Linked DNA regions of Mus musculus: region 1 is linked to region 2. Evidence: chromatin contacts called from public Hi-C data. All regions are on one chromosome and are shown on one strand. Each heading gives the region's core, a stretch centred on a gene start, on an enhancer-like site or on the middle of the called end of the contact. The rest is flanking DNA. Distances are from core to core; before and after follow the strand shown.

What was found. A called contact is a pair of places that touch in the nucleus more often than the background predicts.
Region 1: a Hi-C map of uterus shows a contact between it and region 2, with 3 times the contacts expected there. The contact joins two enhancer-like sites. A contact is called at or near these places in 5 of 39 promoter capture datasets (3T3-L1-derived adipocytes, embryonic stem cells, hippocampal neurons and 2 more), 3 of 484 Hi-C or Micro-C datasets (the AML12 cell line, liver and uterus) and 9 of 115 datasets of contacts at active chromatin or transcription factors (embryonic basal ganglia, embryonic fibroblasts, embryonic forebrain and 4 more).

The regions. Positions count from the first base shown.
Region 1 is chr1:119,032,643-119,038,453 of GRCm38.p6, reverse strand. The region is part of intron 1 of Gli2 (GLI-Kruppel family member GLI2); the gene reads left to right. Among named protein-coding and RNA genes, the nearest start is that of Gli2, 18 kb to the left of the region's middle. Within about 2 kb of position 4,388, at least 204 of the 459 cell types and tissues checked have an H3K27ac peak or open chromatin away from gene starts, as enhancers often do. A contact at or near this core is called in embryonic limb bud and uterus, where this site is marked.
Region 2 is chr1:118,875,017-118,880,183 of GRCm38.p6, reverse strand. The region is part of intron 3 of Gli2 (GLI-Kruppel family member GLI2); the gene reads left to right. Among named protein-coding and RNA genes, the nearest start is that of Mir6346, 77 kb to the left of the region's middle. Within about 2 kb of position 1,438, at least 35 of the 459 cell types and tissues checked have an H3K27ac peak or open chromatin away from gene starts, as enhancers often do. A contact at or near this core is called in embryonic limb bud and uterus, where this site is marked.

The DNA of each region.
Region 1 (5,811 bases), core at 3,139-5,638, 160 kb before region 2:
TCTCTCTTTCTCTCTCTCTGCCACATGTATTTATTTATTTTGTTGTGTATCAGTATGTAGGAACATCTATTCTATGAAACACCATGAAGGTCTGGGCATCTAACTCAGATCCTCAGAGTTGGTGCCAGCACCTTTACCTGTTGTGCCACCTCTCCAGCCCATCTCTGTCACTCTTTAAGTTGTCACATTTGATGCCTGGATTTCTCTGTCTGTGATTAGAAAGGGTTGTGCTCATTGAATCTCATTTTACCTTGCCTTTGGTTACCTGATGGAAAGTGCCACGCCCTTGGATGCTAAGCACTTCCAGGATGGAAGTCACCTTGGAGATCTGGCTGGTCATAGGCCATGTATGGAATGCGTTCTGGTGCCTGGTTGTGAGCCTGTGGATTTTACACATGCCACTGGGTCTTTGTGGTATTGATGGCTTCGCTCAAGTTCCAAAACATAAAATGTCAGTGCATAACTCCCTCCTTCTCTGGGGTTCAGCTCTGCCATATTCTTCTGGGGAAGAGGTGGGGCAGGGGGCGGAGACAAGAGAGTGGAGGGATGAAGTCAGTAGAAGGGTACAGCTTGATCTGGGCAGGGAAGATTCCAGCAATCCAGAATGTGGTTCTGTGGTCACAGTTAGTCAAGTTCCTTTACTGCTTGCTCCAAGAGGAAGCCCACCCACTTGTCCCTGCTGTGGTCACTGGCTCTCTGAAGAGAGGCTATAAGCATTTCCTTTGAGCTTCCCCTGACTGTCCCCCCTAGACTAGGCTACAACATGGTCAAGTCTATGAGTACCCTCTCGTCCAGTGACTTCACCGAAAGGGATTGTCCAGATAGGACGGGTGCTTCAGCTGGGACATGCCACTGTGGGTGGGTTTGGCTCAGAGCAGGCCCTGCAGACAGATTATGAAGCAAAACAAGGGCACCTGGAGGGCTGGCATTGTCATTTTGTTGGTGGAACGCTTGCTTATCATGCAGAAAGCCCTAGGTTCAGTCCCAAGCTCCACATAAGCCAGTGGAGGTGACTCACACTTGGAGGCAGAGGCAGGAGGATCAGAAATTTGAGATCAAGCTGGGGAGATCACTTGCAAGTATGAGGACCTGAGTTCAAATCCCCAGTATCCAAAAAGTTGGGCATGGCCATGTGCACACATCCCATACTTATACACCCCACATCTCCCCTCCCCACACAAGGAAGCTTTTCGTTGGTGATGAGACAGTCTCTCTATTATGTAGTTCTGGCTGCCTGAAACTTGATACGTAGACCAGGCTGGCCTCAAACTCACAGAGATCCACTTGCCTCGATGTCCCTAGTTCTGGGACTAAAGGCGTGTGCCATCATGCCTGGTCCACAAAAGAACCTTAGTACCATTTTTTTTTTTAATTTTAGAGTTCACCATTTTTCTCAGCTATATAGAAGTTTGAGGTCAGTGCGGGCTACCATGAGACCCTGTCTTAGCCTTTCTCAAACGAGACGAACAAACAGGGATGAGTGTGGCTCCGTCTCACAGAGGGTATGAAAGAGTTAATATGTGTCAAGTGCCCGGTGCATAGTAAACCTATACATCTTGGTGATTGTTATTTAGAAGGCAGCCTGAGTAGGCCTGGGGCCTCTGGCAGCCGTATCATATGGGTGGCGCACTTAAACTACACTTAGTTAAGGGCAATCCTCACTCTCCAGGGCTTGAGCTGCTAGTGCACACCATGCTTCCTGCCTTCCTGGGCCTTCAGAGCTCAGTTGCTGCTAAAAGTTATCTTGGCAGTGAGTGGAGCCGCCCTTACCGCACCTACACCAGAATGCTGTGTGCCTTTCTTTCTCTCCAGGAGAGGGTCAAGCCTTGGCAGGCAGGATTTCTTCTTTCCCCGATTTACTTTCTTTCCTACCTGCTTCCCCTCTTTTGAGACAAGGTATCTAAGGATTTCTCTTGCTGTGATAAAAACACCATGACCGTAAGCAACCTGGGGAGAAAAGGGTTTTTAGTTCATCTTACAGCTCGCAGTCCACCATCCAGGGAAGTCAGGATAGGAACTCAAAGCAGGAACCCGGAGGCAGGAACTGATGCAGAGGCCATGGAGGAGAGCTGTTTACTGGCTTATAAGCCAGGACCACCAACCAGCCCAGGGATGTTCCCACCCACAATGGGCTAGACCCTCCCACATCAATCACTAAACAAGAAGATGTCTACTGGACTTGCCCATGGGGCCAATCTGTTTGTAACACTTTCTCAATTAAGGTTCTTTCTTCCAAAATGACTCTTACGTTGTGTCAATACGACCTAAAACTAGTCAGCACACAAGCTCTCATGTGGCCCAGGCTGGCCTCAAACTAATACGAAACAGACAATGGCCTTTAGCTGGAGATCCTCGCCTGCCTCCGCCTTTTGAGAGCAGGGCTCGCAGGCATGTGACACTGCCTGATTTCTGCTGTGCTGGAGCTGCGACTCAGGGCCTCGTGCATGGTCAGCAGGCTCACTCTCTGTTGAGCCACCCCCATGGCCTCCTTTACTGTTCATGCTCCAATTGTTTTTTCAATACTTTACGTTGGTCTGTTTTGTGTGTGTGCATGTGAGTACATACTTGCCGTAGCATGCACGGGAAGAAGGTCAGAGGACAACTTGGGGAAGTCAGTTCTCTTCTGCCATGTGGGTCTCTGTGGTCAAACTCATCTTGGTGACAAGTGCCTTTACGTGCTGAGCCATCTCTCCAGACCCTGGGCTGCTTTGAAGATTTTCTGTGTTTCTAGTTTTCAAACTGATTTTGTGGGGGAGGGGCAAAAGTGGCAATTATTCTCCCTAGTTCTTCCTTCTCCCCTCCTGCTGTGCTGGGGACTCAGTTACGTGTGTGTTGGAGAGTGTCCCATCTCTTTCATAGTAGACGGGCAGAAGCTCCTGTCATCCCTAAGCGTTCACATCCACCACAGGTCACCCCGGGTCCAGCTCTGAAAGTCTGACAGGTCTTCTTACGTCTCCTGAGTTCCCTCTTAAGTTCTGGAACATGTGGTTTGCATGTGGTTAGCACAGCTTCACATTCTTGTCAGCTCCCGTTAACAGCTGTGTCTTCTCTGGCTCAGGGATGGTTTACGTATTTCTTTATTCAGTATAGATTACATTTTCCTGCCGCCTTTTGGTGAGGAGCCCATGCCGGAGAATCTTGGTAGATTCTTGATGCTGTAATTTTCTGCTATTAATTGGTTAACTTTTTTTTTGCTTTCCTGAAAATTTTATGTTTTCTCTGAGATGTGGTTAATTTGCTGGGGAGGGAAGGTTAATCTTTTTTTTTGGGGGGGGGGATAGGGGAGAGCAGGGTCTCTTGTGGCCCAGGCCGATCCTTAGCTATGTAGCCGAGGATCACCGAGGATCATCTTTAACGTGTGATCCCTGCCAAGTGCCGGTATGACAAGTGTGAGTCGCCATGCCTGATTTATGTGGCGCTGAGGATTGAACCCAGGGCTTCCTGAGTGTGAGGCAGGCCCCCTACCTCCTACCTGTACCTCCAGCTCAAAAGTTTCATCTCTGAAGTTGTGTTAATTGGGATGGGGGTGGGAGCTGCTTACAGGTATTGATTCTTTGCATCCAGGCATACTGCTTCTGAGCTCTGTGCTTTCTGAGGCCTGGCTGGTGGGTCTAAGCACCCGTCCTTAAGTGTGTGTCAAGCACCATTCTCTGGCAGCCTTCAGCCTGCTTCCTTCTCGGTACCCTGGGAAGAATAGAACCTAATTGAGTATATTCTACAGGGTCTCAAGACCCTCACATCTCCTCTGTGATACCAGCTTGAATCTCCCCTCTCTGAAGTTGTCATGCAAACTCTGGCATCCGTGGGACTCTTTAGGTGCTTACTGTCTCCTCCACCCAGCAATCTGCTGATCTGCTTGGTCTGCACTAGAACTGCAAACTCTTTCCAGACAGTAAGCTGGGCCTCCTCGTAGGGCTCACCTCCCTTCACTGCCTGGCGTGCTTTAAATGTTTTGTCTGGTTTTTTGGTGGTTTCGGGTGGGAGCCTAAATCTGGTCCCTGTTATTCCATCTCGGCCAGCAGCGGGACATTTAATTTGCATTTTTTCTCACGAGGAGAGCTGTTCCCATTTTAAACAGTGGAAAGTATTCCACGGTCCTGCGGTCCTCACCCCTGAGTGTATCTGTGGAGGGTGTGAGGTGCTTACAGCTGGGAGGGCCAGGGACACCTCACCTCCGTCCCTGAAGCAGAGGCCTCAGAGAACATGTGTGGGCTGGAGATTCGTGTTTTGCCCCGAGTACCACAGGCAACCTCAGCAGCTTGTCCAAGGGCTGTGTGCACAGCTGAGCGTGGGAGCCTCCTCAGAACTACAAAACCCCAGAGTGCTTGGGCTTGCCAGTGAAGGCACTGGTTCAAGATGTTGTCATGGGGAGAAAGGGGAAAGAGGAAGTGGGAAGGGCCTGGTGTGAATGGTGCTGGCTGGGAGGCCTGGCTTGCTCCCCCTGACTGGGCCTCTCAGGCCTGGCTGCAAGACCCTGGGCTTTGTCTCTTCCTTCCCTGTGACAGAGAGCTGGGGCCTAGGCACAGATGTTGTGCTTGAGACCCTCGCCTGCCTAGAAGCTCAGGAGAGAGGAAGCAGTGCTCTCTGGAATGTCTGCATTCAGCTGTGGAGATGGAAAATATCTGCTCAGCCTGTGGCCTTGAGATGGATGGCTGAAGAGACTGTAAATCATCTGTAGTCTGGGAGAGCTGCCTGTGGCCCTCTGTGGCCTGAAGAGAGGGCTGTGGGTGGGCCCTGGGGAGCCCACTGTCCAAATGCCAGGCTAGGAGCCGGAAACTCAGAGAGCCAGAGTGAGGGTCAGTGGGCTCTGGGGACCTGCATCTCCAGAGCTCTGGTTGGCTGCAAGGGAAATGGAGTTGGGATAATTTGTCTGGAGATGTCCAGGCTGACCCAAGACTGAAGGCCAGCTGGCCTGCCCTCCTCACCCAGAGAAAAGGAGAGGCAAGGAGAGGCTGGGGACTGAGCCAGCACTACTCTGCTTAATTGTGTGTATGTGTGCGAGCCTGCATGTGCGTGTGTATATGTGTATATGTGTGAGTGGTGTGTGTGTGTGTGTGTGTGTGTGTATACAGGTACATGGGTACAAGATGTGTTGTGTATGGCAGATGGCAGCCTCGGGCAAGGAGTTTTGCCTTCTATTTTAAACACACTCTTGTGTGCCCCTGTGTGTGTGTGTGCAGGCATGGAGAGACACAGCATACCTGTGGAGGTCAGAGGCTCACTTGTAGGAGTCTAGTTAGCCTGTGGGCTTTGGGGCATTCTCCCATCTCACCCCCACTCTGTAGGAGCATGGGGATTACAGAGCAAGGCTACTTCACCTGAAATCCTAACATACAGGTCAGCATACTTGTGCTGTAAGGCCTTTACCCACTGATGCCTCTCCCAGCCCCTCCAAGCCCCAAGGTTTTGTCATCAAGAGGTCTGGTTTTTTTCTTCCCATACTCTCTGACTGTCTCTTTTCCAAGGTTATCCTAAGGGATGATTGCATACTCATGCATTTGAACGAAAGAGGTGTGTGTGTGTGTGTGTGTGTGTGTGTGTGTGTGTGTGTGTGCGTGCACATGTATGTGTGGTGTGCTCTCTGGGTGGGTGAGGAGAGCATCAGGTGTCCTGTGCTGTCACTCTCAGCCTATTCCTTTGACACAGTCTCTCACTGAATCTGGAGCAGGCAAGTCCCAGCAATCCATCTGGACTCCCTGTACCACACACACACACACACACACACACACACACACACACACTGGGGTTACAGGCAAACCTGCTTGTTTTGATAGATTCTGGGGACTCACGCTTGTAGCGAGCACACTTAAC
Region 2 (5,167 bases), core at 189-2,688:
ATGGGGGTGTTGCTCTTGGAAGAGATACTGGGACCTTGGCCTCCTGTGAGATAGAGAAGCTGGCCCGACCACCTTCCCTTGTCCTCCCTGTAATGTTCTCTGCCACCCCAGGTCAAATCCCACCCCAGCATCCAAGGACTTGGTGCCTGTGACTTTCAGAACTGAGAGCCAAAACAAACCATTTGTGTGTGTGTGTGTGTGTGTGTGTGTGTGTGTGTGCACGCGCGCGTGCGTGTGCGCATGCATTGTATGTATATGCATGTGCACATGGAGACCTGAGGTCAATTCCTCTATCACCCTCGACGTTGATTTTTGAAACAGGATCTCTCACATGCTTAGAACTCACTGATGGCTGAGCTGCCCTGGGTATCCTATTTCTTCCAAGTACTGGGATTACAAGGGTACACCACCTCACCCTGTTTTTATCTTATTAAATTAGTTCAGAGAGTCAAACTCTGGTCTTCATTCTTGACTGGTAAACGCTTCGCAGTTGGGCTGTCTTCCCAGCCCCAGCCGTCCTTCTTTCTGAGTTGATTTATCTCACATATTTGCAAAGCTCAGTGACACCGTGTGTGCAGAAGCATGGCAGTCCCACAGCATCCTGAGCACACACCCCACACACAGAGAAAAGAAAGATAGAAGAGGAGGAGGGAGGGGGGAGCAGATTGTAGGGTGACAGGCTTAAAGGATTGTGGGCTAACAGGCTGGAAGGAAGGAGATGTGGAACCTCACACATGAAAGGGGGGACCAGTGTTTATCAGCAGAAGGGCCTGCCTCTTCTCTGTAGGCCAGCCCACAGAGACTGTCTGGATACAGTGCTGCTGAGGAGAGAACCTTCCCCAGGCACGCACTAGCCAGTACTGCCTTTGAGAGTTTATTTGCGCCCCAGGATTAACCTGTCTAGCTTTGATGGGCGAGCAGGACATTCCACACAGTTCTTGGCAAGGCTAAGCTGTCAAGTCCGCCACGTTTGTCTGCCATCCCTACAGACTCTTCTTTCCTGAAAGCACCCTCCTCTTCCTCCTCCTCTTCATCCCCCTCTACCTCTGAGACCAGTACCAGCCTATTCCCATCCAGGGCTTCAAGGCATTGACTTTCTAGAAGATTCCATTCAGTTGTGCTCAGCCAAGGGTGGGTTATACTATAGACCAAGACTTCACATTCCCAGTGGTAACCAGTGTCCAGGTCCCCCAGAGAGGATCTCATTTTGACAAGTTGCTCCTGGCCTTTCCCCTGGCCCAGCTGTGTTCCTGGCCTTACTTCTTACCTGGAGCAAGTCCAAGGCTATCTCAAGCCTGTATCCCAGCACCTATTCGCCTGAACGACAAGCACTCTGCTAGCTCTTATCGTTGAACTTTTTTTTTTCCTCATGTAGCCCAGGCCAGCATCTAATTCATCATGTAGCCAAGGATGGTTTTGGATGCCTGGTCCTCCTACGTCCACTTCCGCAGTGCTAGAATTGTAGGCATGTACTACCACGCCTGCTTTATTTATTCCGTGCTAAGGATAGAGCCAGGTTTTCGTGCATGCTAAGCAAGCCCTCTACCAACTGAGCTGTGTCCCCAGGCCCTTCCTATGTTCTTGAACACATCTGGAACTAGGCGTGTGAAATAGCAGTGCCTTCCTGCCCTTCTGGCTCTCAGGGAGCTGAGATCAAGAAGGAGTGTGTGGGCGTGACCAAACCTCTGTTAACTGCTGCAGCTGGGGCTTTTAGAACCACTCTGTATGGCCTTTGTGGCCTCCGTTTTATGACCTCATTTCCCTACGCAAACATCAGTGTTTACTTAGTGAGATATCTCCAAATCCAAATACTGATTACTCTTCAAGAACTCTGTTGAGGGATGAGGGCAAAAACTCAGAGCTCAGCTGGGTCTGGTGAACACAGGCTCTGTAGCAGGCCTGGGGATCTGCAGGGCCCAATGTAGATTCAAGTGCATCTGTCAAAATGAATCCACCAGATAGGACTAGGGCTGGCCAGTAGGGATACAGAGCAGCAGATGTCATCCACAGCTCTGATGGAACACCAGAGTGACAGAGGGACATGCCTGAAATGCTTTCTAGTAGCTTCCATAATTTCTTCACTACAGGCTCCATTCTCCATTCCAGGGACCTCACCCATTCAGCCAACCTCACCAGAGGCCTGGATCCCTGCAGCCATCCTTTCTCTAAAATCTGGGTCTGCTAAATATCAAAAACAAGTGGCTCAGTGAAGCCTCACAGAGACAGATCAGCCAGCATGACCAAGGCACTCTCGTGCTGTGCCCAGCCTGAGTGTTATGGGAGAGGGTCTGAGTCCCAGGGAATCCACTGAAGCATCTAAGTTCTTGTATTCCAGGTTAGACTGGGGGCTAGAAATACAAATAGAGTTTTTTGAGAAAGTAAAGGCATCCTAGAGAATGAGAATGGGTAAGGTTCTCATGCCTGTTACTAAGATAAAGTAGTATGATGGAAGCAACTTGGGGGGACAAAGGATTTATCAGGCTCCAGGTTATAATTCATCATTGGGGGTCAGGGAAAGTCAAGGAGTTAGGAACTTAAAGCCACTGGTCATGTTACATCTGCAGTCAGAAGAAGAGACCAACAAATGCATCCAGACAGGTCAAGATCCCTTGCCTAGGGAATGATGCCACCCACAATAGGTGGGTGTTGACAATCAGATACTGCAATCAAGACAGGTTCCCCAAAGACATGACCACTGAGTGGCTCAATCTTGATAATCCTTCACTGAAAAATTTCCCAAGTGATTCTAGATTGTGTCAAGTTGACAATTAAAACCAACCACCACAACTAGTCCTTAGAGATAAGCCCTCAAAGCACTGGCCAGGAGCCACATGACCCTTTGTAGGTCATTTATGTAGCACCTAACTCACACACATTTACATACTGTGAGCTTTTCTTGTTCTGTGTGTTGTATGAAGTCCAGGCAACCAAGTGTTTCTAGTCTTTTCCTACCACTGGCTTATTTTATATATTATTATTGATGTGGATTTTTTTTCTAGTCCCATGTACTTCTTACTTCCAGTGTAGTCGAGTGACCTTGTACTGAGTCCAAAAATGGCACTGGGGATGAGCCAGGACTTTGGGAGCCCCATGTCACCATCTTCCTGCCCTAGGTCTCTCACTTCTCTGTTATCTACAATTATGAATTCTTCATCCCCAATTTCCATGCCAATTTCTCTTTGACACATATCCCTAATAGTGTTATTGGCCTAGATGAGCATTTTATATATTATGGCTACCCGTTTCCCTAATGGTGTATTGCTTAGTTTTGCTTTGTGGCTCTTTCTATAAATAATGCAATTGCAGGTATTTTCTTGGGGAACTTGGATCTCATGCTTTATAGTCAGTGTTTTATCTTCTCTGCCTTTATTCCTTCCTTCATCTGTTCATTGTTATTAGCTCATTCTTTCCTGCTGCTCTACAGCAATCTGAATCTCCAGGCATCTGGGGTGCACTTGTGCCCTTCATCATGGGGGACTCCTATGTCCTGTCCTCTGAGCTCCTTGTGTGTGGTGGGTTCTGTAATTCACCCCAGGGGGTTGAAATTTCCAATTCACAGGGGTTTCACATTCTTGTCATCCAGTATGCTGAGATTTTTGCTCCGTGACTTTGCCAACGGAAGATCCCACCCATAGGGTTGAGCAGCTGAGCCACAGCAGGACAGCACTGGCTGGGGAGATAGCTCAGTCAGTAAGTATGATTCCCAGAACACACATATTGAAAAGGAGAGGAGGAAACGCTGGGTGTGGTAGCACACCCTGGTAATCCCAGGACTGGAGAGGTAAACACTAATGGATCCAGCTCCCTGGCGAACCTGCTGCCCAGTCTGTGAGTTCCATACCAGAGAGAGACACTGTCTCAAAACATCAAGCTGGATGATGCCTGAAGAATAATAACTGAGGTCATCCTCTGGTGTACGCGCGCACACACATGCACACACGTGCACACACATACACACACACACACACACACATGCACGCACAAACACACATGCACATGCACACTTTTGATTTTGAGACAGGATCTCAAATTATAGCTCTGACTGGCCTAGAACTCACTTTGTTAACAGGCTGGTCTCAGACTCAGGGATCTTCCTGTCTCTACCTCTGCCTCCTGAGTGCTGTAATTAAAGGAATGCACCACCACCATCCTTAGCAATATACACATTTAAAAAAAATGTTTCATTCTTTTCTGGGCCAGGAATATAGTCCAGAGATGAGGAATTGCTTAGGGCCCATGAAGAGATGGGTCCAGTATCACCCAAAACAAATAACAAACCTGCTGACTTTCTCAAAGTACAATTGCCCTGAGTACATGTTTTTTTTTAAATATGATTTTTGGAATTTTCCAATTAGATGTGTAGAGAACATAATGAACAAGCTTGCCAATATCGAGTTTCCTATACAGAACAAAGCAAAGAAACCCAACAAAGCCCCGAGCAACAAAGGGCCATCAGGAAGGAGGTGGAGTTCCTGATGAGCCTGCAGGGAACCTTCTGGGTGCTGAGATGGCCTGCCTGCTCTACAAGAACAGACACAGGCCTGCCCACCTCAGCCGAGGGGAAAAGAGAGAGCCCAAGCTACAAGGTCTGTGAATACAGTTCCCTCCCTGGCAGGTCGGTGGGCCCAGCCTGGGGCAGAAGGAGAACAGAAAACTCCATGGAGCTAGTAACCACTGACTCCCAGCAGCTTAGCCACGGCACGGGGGCACGGGTTCCCCAGTTCTGTCATTGCATTGTGATCCTGGTGGGTGGCAGGCATCTTGGGGCTGAAGCATGCGGTCCAGCCTTCCCCAGAGCCTAAGGGCTTGGTGTGTCATGCCAAGTGGTTTCTGCTATGGGGAATCAGGGACCGTGTAATCCCGGTGGCGGCAGAAAATCACAATCTGGAGCCCTGTAAGAGCACAGGATGGAACATGGAGGGTGGCACCTCCCGCCCCTCAAGGGCTGACCCCACCCCTAGACAGGATCTTTACCAACCAAAAAGTGGGGGCTTAAACCAGTGGAAATGTATTCTTTCCTGATTCTGGCGATAGGAAGTCACAGGACAGCCTCACCAGGCCTATGGCAAGACAAGACTGTGCCCTAGTGGCTCACAGAGACGCTTCTCTCTCCCTCTTCTAGCTTCTGCTGGTGGCTAGCATTCCTCAGCTTAGGACTGCCTCAGTG